2 separate regions of the Gossypium raimondii genome follow, and region 2 is linked to region 1. The links are chromatin contacts, called in public Hi-C maps. All regions are on one chromosome and are shown on one strand. Each heading gives the region's core, a stretch centred on a gene start, on an enhancer-like site or on the middle of the called end of the contact. The rest is flanking DNA. Distances are from core to core; before and after follow the strand shown. Region 1 holds the start of LOC105773315 (cullin-4). Region 2 holds the start of LOC105773237 (ornithine aminotransferase, mitochondrial).

Region 1 (4,780 bases), core at 572-3,071:
AATCTGCCTAAGTTAGCCTAACTCTTTAAAGGTAAGAATTCTCAAAAAAATTCTCTAAGAATCGAAATTCGTGGAAGCAAACACTAAAGCAAAAAAGCTATGAACAAAGGAAAAATGGCACAAGAAAGCAATGCACACAAGGTGTTTGAGTAAATGCTCTCAAAAGTATTCAATTACTCTGAATATAGTACATGTGATTGATTACAAATAAGGGGGAAGACCTCTATTTATGGTTGATCTCCCCCAGATCCAACGGTATCATTTAAATTACATCGACAACCAAGATTAATGCTTATCTACAAGATGAGAGTGTTCAGAGATTTAAATACTATACAATCTTACCCCTTAGGATTACAAATTGGGGGCAACCTTTTAAGGGTTACTCATATAATGACCAAACCTTTCAAAATGCTCATATAAGGGTCTAACATTTACAAAAATACTCAATTGAAAGCCAAACCTTTCAAAGTGCTCAAATAAGGGACAAAAGTTTTTGAAAGTGCTCAAATAAAAGCCAAACTTTTTTGAAAGTACTCAAATAAGGGCTTCTCATATTTCGTATATCAGATCTCAAATTATGTTTTTATTTTTTTTATTTTCAAGCAATATTTGATTCAACTATCATGTATTTTATTCTAAATACATTATAATTCACCTAATTCTTACTCAAATTGGATTGAAGTGCATGAAAAGTCCTTATTTTAACATTTTTATAAATGTTAGACTTTTATATGAGCATTTCGAAAGGTTTGACCTTTACGTGAGCAACCTCTAAAAGGTTGAAACCTAATTTGAGCATTTAGCCTTTATAATTATCACAATTTTTTTTTCTATATTTCATGCTTAGAGTTCTATTCAAGTAGTAACTCTATTTTAAAATTAGTACAATTTTTAGTTAATAATTGTAATTTAAATTGTAATTATTTTTAAATATGTAATTATCATAATTTCTATTAAATTATAATTGTTTTTAAATGTGTACTTATCAGTCTTCTATTTTATTTCAACTTTTAAAACTATAATTCTAAATTAAATATTATAAGTATTTTTAAATGTGAATTTAGTAATATGGTGGAAAATAAAGGCTATTACCGTTAGTTTAAAAGTTTTTCCAAACTCGTGCCTTTATATATATTATAATTATAGATATAGATTTGTGTCATAATATAATGAGAAAATATATTTTGATACTTGAACTTGGCTTTATGGTTCAATTTGGTACCTAAACTTTTTTTTTGTCCAATTAGATGTTTGAACTTGGCTTTAATGTCCAATTTGGTACTTAAAGTTTTTCTTTTATATAATTAGATACCTAAATTTGAGATTTTGGTTCAAATTGGTACTTAAATATGACTTTTTGATCCAAATCAGTAGTTACGGTAAATGACTCATTTGAGTCAGTTTAAACTATGAAGCCAAATTTAGGTGGTAATTTGAACTAGAAAGCCAAGTTTAGATGCTTAATTGCATTAGAAAAAAAACTTTAAGTACCAAATTGAATCTTAAGACCAAATTTAGGTATCTAATTGGATAAAAAAAGTTTAGATTCTTTAAGTACAATTAACAAAATATATTTTTACCTAATATAATTTTATTTAAACTAATCAAAACCATTAAGCTGGAAAAAGAATTGCAGGTTGTACTTAGTAGGTATTAATTGGAAGAGACAGCCACAATAAATCCCGAATATTTAGAATTAAAAAAAAAAAGGAACAATATTAAGCCTGCACCACCAAACCATCAAAACTAAAAAAAAAAAAAAAAAAAGCAGACCTGTTTCTTTCGCTTAAAAGAAAAATAAATAAAACCTACAAAAGAAAAAAAGAAAAAGAAAACCATTTTTTATTATAATCTTTCTCTCTCTTCCTCTCTCACTCACAAATTTTTATCTTTTGCTGCTTTGCTGTGCTGCCTTCTCAAATCTTCCTTCTTTTTCCTGTGTGTATAAGGCATTATTAAGGCAACATTATCCCAAATCAAAAGGAAGCGAAGGAGCTGAAGATTTTACAATGCTCTGTTGATCACTTTCATGTCTCTCCCCCCCACCAAACGCTCTATAACCAACGTCACTGCTTCTTCTTCTTCTTCTTCCTCGCCTCATTTCCAACCTCCAATGAAGAAAGCCAAGTCCCAAGCCGTTGCTTGCTCCCTCGACCCAAACAGAAACGGCCTCCATCATCACCATAACAACCAAGACGATAACAACGTCCTTTTTGACCCTTCATCTATGCCCCTCCACGATGATTCCAAGTCCGCCGATGCTCGTACTCCCGCCGCCGCTAATTTGTCTCGCAAAAAGGCTACCCCTCCTCAACCTGCCAAAAAGCTTGTCATCAAACTCGTTAAAGGTTGGGTTCTTTTTTCTTGATTTCTCTCTTCTTTTTTCTTTTTTGTGAAATTTATTTTCTGGGTCATTTGTAAAGTTGCCCTATTTAGTTGATTTGAGAGTTTGGTCTTAGAATTTTAGTGACTTTGTTTGTTGGGTCGCTTTTGGAATGAAAAATTAGGGATTATAGGAGGTGAATTTAGAAATTAGGACCTTGCTACGGGTTAAATCATTTTATTGTTTTTTGTCTTACTGAGATCTATTCGTAGGCTAGTGCTTTCAATCCTATCCTAGCTTCTACCTAAGGTTTCATAGAGGTCTATTAGCTGATCATCAGAACTGTTCATTTTTTCCAGTGTAATGCGGTCACGATTTCAACCATTTGCTAAGATTTTACCCTTTATTTATTATAATTTGAAATTGACATCGATTTTTGGGAGGCAAGATTATTCATGTTAAACTAGGTCAGGGTCCTGCTTGATTTGTTAGTTTAAAGGGTTTTGTTAAATGAGTGCCTTTAGGATAGTTTCATCATTTTCAGTGCTTTTGATGAAAGATGTTACTATATATATTAACCTCAAAGAGTGCCATCAGGACACTGGTTAGCAAAATCCTTGTTACATTTTATGTTTTTTTACCTTTGAGATGCGGGACTACTACTTATGTAGCTCTACTTGAAAGCTTTGAGCGATCTTTACTTCCTTTTTGGATGGTTTTTCAGTTTGGCCTTCTCTGTTAATTTATCAAGGGATCATGTTGCGTGAATGTGGTTTGGAGCTATCCTCTGAAACCCCTGAGCTTTTTGAAAAGTTCATTACTGTCCCCTTTTAGACTATTTTCTGTAAGCATCTATGATGCATACTTGCATAAGTATAACCAGTTCTTCCTAAACAACTGAAAATGGATTTTATTTAGCTGGTGACTATTATTAGTAAGTTTATTTGAGAGGAAGTGTAATGAGGATTGAAATTTGTTTTATATTTTCAAATCAAATTACATCCGATTCTATGTGGTTTATGTGTACTAATTGTAGGAAACTAGAAGGGCATTGCTTACAAGAAGGCTATTTAGGACCATATTCAGGAAGGTTTCTGATACAACTTTAACTTCTTGTCTTGGTTTTTTCAGCAAAACCAACATTGCCTACAAATTTTGAGGTGGAGACATGGGCAACGCTGAAGTCAGCCATTACTGCCATATTTTTGAAGCGACCAGATTCTTGTGACTTAGAGAAGCTTTACCAGGCAAGTCTCACATATTCTTCTTTTCTCTATTTTGATTATTATAGCCATTTGCAATGTTAGCAATATTGCCTCTTGATAATTGAACATGCTCTCTTCAGGCTGTCAATGATCTGTGCCTGCACAAGATGGGGGGAAGCCTTTATCAACGCATTGAAAAAGAGTGTGAAGAACATATATCTACAGCACTAAGATCTTTGGTTGGGCAAAGCCCAGATTTGGTTGTTTTCTTATCACTTGTTGAGAAATGTTGGCAAGATCTTTGTGATCAAATGTTAATGATTCGTAGTATAGCCTTGTATCTAGACAGAACATATGTTAAACAAACCCCGAATGTACGTTCATTGTGGGACATGGGCTTGCAGCTCTTCCGTAAACATCTTTCCATGGCTCCTGAAGTTGAGCACAAAACTGTCACGGGTCTTTTGAGAATGATTGAGGGTGAGAGGTAATTCTAATGAATTTTAATTTAAAATATACAGCTCCTTTATCGTAGTCCCTTTTTTCATGTTCAAAGTCTCAACCTAACCTATGCCAAAGATGCATGATAGTTATAGATGGATGTTGTAACAAATTGGGTATCATTAGGTGTTGCAAAACTTAAGGATGAACCATCCATCTTTTGGTGTCTTGGGTGAAACGAATATTAATTTGAAAATAAATACCCATTGGTTGCTATTGTACTGGCAGATGAAAGTGTACTAGATAAATTAATGCTATGTTCAACTTGTTTTAAATGTCTTCAAACCAAATTGATATCAGGCTGTATTTTCTGCACAAGAATTAGTGGTGGTAAAAGTTGAAAAAGTCAACCTGCAACATGTTGAGTATCAGTCAAGTTGAATTAACTCATAAGTTGTTTTAATGTCCTTATTCCCTTCTTTGGTTTACTTCTATGGTTTTACCAGCCTATTTCATAAGATTCTAGTTACCTGGAAAAGGCTAGAAAGAGGTGGTAACATATTTCTATTGTGGAAAGAAGTCTCTTGAAGGGCTGGTTAGAATGTCTGATCAATTGAACTGTAGCTTACTGTCAATCATTTTCTTTGTAGCTCATTTTAATCATCTTTAGATACAATTATTTTGTGAAAAATCCAGAAATTGTTGGGGAATTCATTGTCATGTTGCTTTATTGCTTTTAAATCTCATACATCTTCCCTTGTTATTTTGAGTTAGCTACCTAAGTTTGTGAATGATGTCAGATGCTCAATTC
Region 2 (4,780 bases), core at 1,507-4,006, 310 kb after region 1:
TTGTATTGTTGAATTTCTCTTTTTAAAAAAACATAAAAAAACTCTAAAAAAATAATAATAAAAAAATTGAAACATTTGCCTTTAATTGCTAAGTAATCCTTCCACTCTTTGCAGTTAGCCTTGAAGTGTCTTTTTCTTATTGCAGAAAAAACACTTAGACTTAGATAAGTCTTTAGACTTCTTGGTTATCTTCCTTTCAACTTTAGGTGGCCTAAAGGACTTATGTAACGACCCAGATTTCAGTTGTGTTAAGAAATACGGTTTCAGAATCTTATTTTTGTAAACTGTGTCCGTAAGGACAAAATATAAGGATTTATGAAGTTGGTATGAAAATATATTGAAGTTCAGTTAAGTAATTTAACCAAGAAGTTAGCTAATTAAAGCTCGGGGATTAAATTGTAAATGTCCAATCACTATGAAATTTTAATTTGGAAAAAGCTTAAGGCCCTAGATAGCAATTATCCAAAGGACCAAAATCATTATTAAACCATCGTTATTATAAAGTTAGTGGAGAATGATGATAATAACCATTTATTTAATAAAATTATGATTAAAGAGATGTAAATAAGATTAGATAAAAAAAAGTAATGATAATTAATTACGTTTAATTAACTATTTATTCTATATATATAATTTTAAGTGGATGGAAAGAGGAAATTCATTCATCTTCTTCTTCCACCATTTTCTATTAAAGAAGGAAAGAAAGAAAATTTAAGCATCCCTTCAACATTCGGCCATAAATTCAAGTAAGTCCTTAGTCCACCAAGTATCCTTAAATAGTTAAGTTTGGGTTTCATTGTCATTCCGCAACACTTGCAAAATCCTTGGTGCAGCCTATTCTGAACTTAACTCAACATGTAGCAAGCCCTTTGTAGTGTATATTATAGAAAAGTGATGATTATGAATAATTTTTCATAAATTGTATCATATTCAGTAAGCTTCCATTCATTCTTTCTACTATGAAAATCAAATTTAATTTAGGTAGTCTAATTAGGTTACATTTCATCACCCACACATTAAAAACCCCTAAACTAGGAAATCTAACAATCTAACCTCTTCTTCTTTTTTTGTAATTCATTTATAACTCTTTTTATTTTATAATCTTTAATAGTTTTTTTATAATTTTGTAGTTTTCCGATAGCTTTTTAAAAAAATTCAAATGATGGCATGATATAATCTTAAAGTGTCACATCATCACCACTTAACGACGTTACAAGAAAAGGACTAAATTGTTTGATGAAATCTTAGTTCAAGTACCAATATAGACCAAATATTTTTTTAGGACCAAGATGTTGGGGATCGACCCGTATAAATAATGAACAACAAAATAGAGAAAATCAAACAAACAAATATTTACGTGGAAAGCTCTCAAATAACAAGATAAAAAATCAAGGCCAAAAGGAGACTTCACTAATGAGAAAGTAATCTGAAAAGTACAAGATAGAGATAATAAAAAACAAACCCTGAATGCCGAATACAAAACCCTCCGACTAAAACACAAAATTCTCTTAAAACTCTGTTAAAGTTATTTCTTAATTGTGTTATGTTATATTTTTCATCACCTATTCTAGGATTACTAAAGGCCATTTTGTAGACCAAATTCGGAGGTCAAATATGACTAAAATATCCTAGATTAATCAAAATTTGATTAGGGAAAATAATTAGAGTTTAACTAGGAGAAGAAACCCGATTATCGTGGGAACACGTCATCACGTCGCAACGTCCCAACACTTCTCGTCATGACATCGTCATTGTCATGACGTCAGGTGTCGCGTCATCAAGACATCGTCTACTTCGTGTCTCCAATTGGCTTCGTGTCATTGCAGCGTCACGTGGATCTCCGTCGTGACGGCGCCTCTGTTTTGGCTCTTGATTTGTCCAAAATGCGAGGCACCCTTGTTTTGTCTTTGCAATTACTTTTTAATGGTATGATTAAATTGTTGTCACTACAGTCAACAATTTGGTGATAAATAACGATTCGTCATTGTAGAACTTTTTATTTAGGAATTCATCTTTACGTCACTTTACTTTCTTGTGGTGAATTAATTTATGTCAGTGAAGCCGTTTTTGTCAATGAGTAAACTTGCGTCACTTTTGGTAGATGCTTTATCGATGAATTGAATTTCATCACTATAAGCATCTTTTATCAGCGTGCAAATTTTCAGTCCCTATGGTTGACACATTTAGCCAATGTTTATAGATTGGTCAGGGTACTTTGATTAAAAAACTAAAAATGAAAATATTGAAAAGAAAAACCCTATTTTTTAGCTAATTTAGTTGGTTTGTATCAATGCCCACTATAATTAGTCCAATATCATTCTCTGAATCGATAATTCAATGGGTTTTCGATCCAATCCAATTCAAATATCATTGTCTTTAGCAATAATATTTTTTCTCTCACTTTTGCCTTTTGCATGAATTAACTCTTTTGTCGCTGTAGTTTTGTGAGTTAATTTATGGATAATAATTTTCGTTGTATAATTATCTTTTGGTAGAATAAATTACTTGGTGTAAATTTTTTGGTTAAACATAAACACTAGGGGGCTAGCAGGGGGTCGGCCCTTTTAAAATAAAATTTTTTCATTTAGGCATTTTAAAAGTTTTAAAATAGTAAAAATAAAATTATATTTTAAATCCTTCTAAAATAATAATAATTTAATTTAATTTTTTTAAAATTATAAAAATATAAACTAAAACTATTACAATTTAAAATATTTTATGATTTCCGAACCCAGATCTCAAAGCCATAAGTTGAGGGGTCAGCCACTCAGCACAGTATTATATGATTGGTTAACTCTACCGGTTACTTGTATCAATAAAAGAGTTTGATAGGTGCGGCAAATCGGATTATTTTGGAATTGGATGGAATCTTACGTGTAATCGACTCCAAGGTTGGCATATTTCCCTTATCTTCGTTTCCTTTCTAAATATAATAATAACTCGTTAATGCCATGATTATAATAATACAAGTTTTTATTGTTTTTATTCAGTTGTTTGTATGATCTTCTACCATCTGGAACACGAAAAAGGAGAAATTATCTTGAAAAGTGTAATTGAGTTTTTCTAAACAAAAGAATGGGAAGTTTTTGTCGGTTTCGTGCAAAGCTCGGGGTATTATTAGATAATTGAGACATTGGGATTTGGATTTGGAAGAGACATGCGTGCGGTTGACACACTCAGCTTGCGGATACAAAAGAATTTATGCCGGAAAACAGAGGAGAAAAAACTTCCCATTTTTCTGTGCATCGTAATATAAAACACCATTATCTAATATAACCCTCCAAGTCCGAAGGAGAGAGAAAAACGATAACAAACCTGTTGGTGTCACCCGGAAATGGCGGCAACGAGGAAACCCTTACTGTCTTTGCTAAGCAGAGTGAGCCGAACAAGCAAGAGGACCTATGGTGTTCTGGCTGAAGGCAGCTCTTCTTCTTCTTCTTCCTCTTCTAACCATCTCATCAACCTTGAATACGAATATAGTGCCCACAAGTTAGTTCTTTTCTCTCTTTTTTCATTTGATTCATCCTTAATCTCTGGGCTTAATCTTTCTCTTCTTCTGGCAATTCAGTTTTTTTCTTCTTGTTTTGGGTTCTGGGTTTCGGTTCTTTGATCTGAAAAGCATCTACTATCACTTGTATTCATGTTTTCGGTTTTGCTTACGTTTATCGGAAACATATTTATTATAATTAGTATTTGTGGTTTTCGTTTTGCTTTGTTAGCTTCAAGCTTTAGTCTTTGTTGATCGCTCCTGTTAGAATGATGGATTATGTGAGAATTTTTCTTTGATAATATAAATGGGTTCAATTGATCTTTCCTGTTAGAATGATGGAGTATCTGTTGCTGTGTCCAAGTTCAATAGGGTGAAATTTTTTAATTTCTGTATTCAGGTTTTGTTGATATAATTAGACCATGCCCTAATATGTAGACTCAACCTATTAGATTAATGGATTTTGTTGAGGACCTTTGATTGAGTTTCAATGTGGAGAATTGGAAATCACGAAACTTTTCCATGGAGGATATTTTTTATGGTCTCTGTAGTTGCCTTTTCATTTGTAATTTGATTCCATTGCCTTTATTTTTTCAAGGATAGAGTAAGCAAAATTACTTTTCTTGTTCAAGTACAGTTACCACCCAGTTCCTGTTGTATTCTCTGAAGCAAAGGGATCAATCATATGGGATCCAGAAGGCAAGAAATATCTGGATTTTCTATCAGCTTACTCAGCTGTTAATCAGGTATAAACAGTGTAATTTGTGTTGTAGTAATCCCTACACCTGTAGGTGCCTCTTTACTTTGTCTTATTAATCCATTTGTTCCTTCTGTTATTCACTAGAATTCAGGGGATCGGGGAGGGGGGGGGGCAGAGGGAAAGAAAAGAAATCCACCATTTGCATTTTTCTTGGCAATTTGAATTCAGTTTTATCTGTAGTTTGTGTCATTGCTTGCCACTGTAGGGACATTGCCATCCAAAGATCATCAAAGCATTTCAAGAACAGGCAGAAAGACTCACTCTCAGTTCCAGAGCCTTCTACAATGACAGGTTTCCAGTTTTTGCTGAGCGTTTGACAAGCATGTTTGGTTATGAGATGGTGCTTCCTATGAACACAGGTGCTGAAGGAGTGGAAACCGCTCTGAAGTTGGCAAGGAAATGGGGTTATGAGAAGAAAAAAATTCCCAAAAACGAGGTAAATCTTTTCAAGCTTTGCTAACTGATCTTTTGTTGTGTCTAATAGTTCCTCTTACCTGATGTGAGGCCATTAGCTGGGAAAGTATTGTAAGGTG

Evidence for each region. A called contact is a pair of places that touch in the nucleus more often than the background predicts.
Region 2: a contact with region 1 is called in a Hi-C map of leaf, with 2.9 times the contacts expected there. The contact joins the promoter of LOC105773237 here to the promoter of LOC105773315 in region 1. A contact is called at or near these places in 2 of 2 Hi-C or Micro-C datasets (both in leaf).

Annotation. Positions count from the first base shown.
Region 1 is chr6:46,597,882-46,602,661 of ASM2569854v1, forward strand. LOC105773315 (cullin-4) reads left to right here and starts at 1,822. Exons shown (of 17, transcript XM_012595089.2): 1 at 1,822-2,348; 2 at 3,455-3,570; 3 at 3,669-4,015. The coding sequence starts at 2,030.
Region 2 is chr6:46,908,082-46,912,861 of ASM2569854v1, forward strand. It overlaps LOC105773237 (ornithine aminotransferase, mitochondrial), which reads left to right and starts at 2,757. Exons shown (of 11, transcript XM_012594959.2): 1 at 2,757-2,891; 2 at 2,991-3,489; 3 at 4,125-4,233; 4 at 4,453-4,683. The coding sequence starts at 3,335.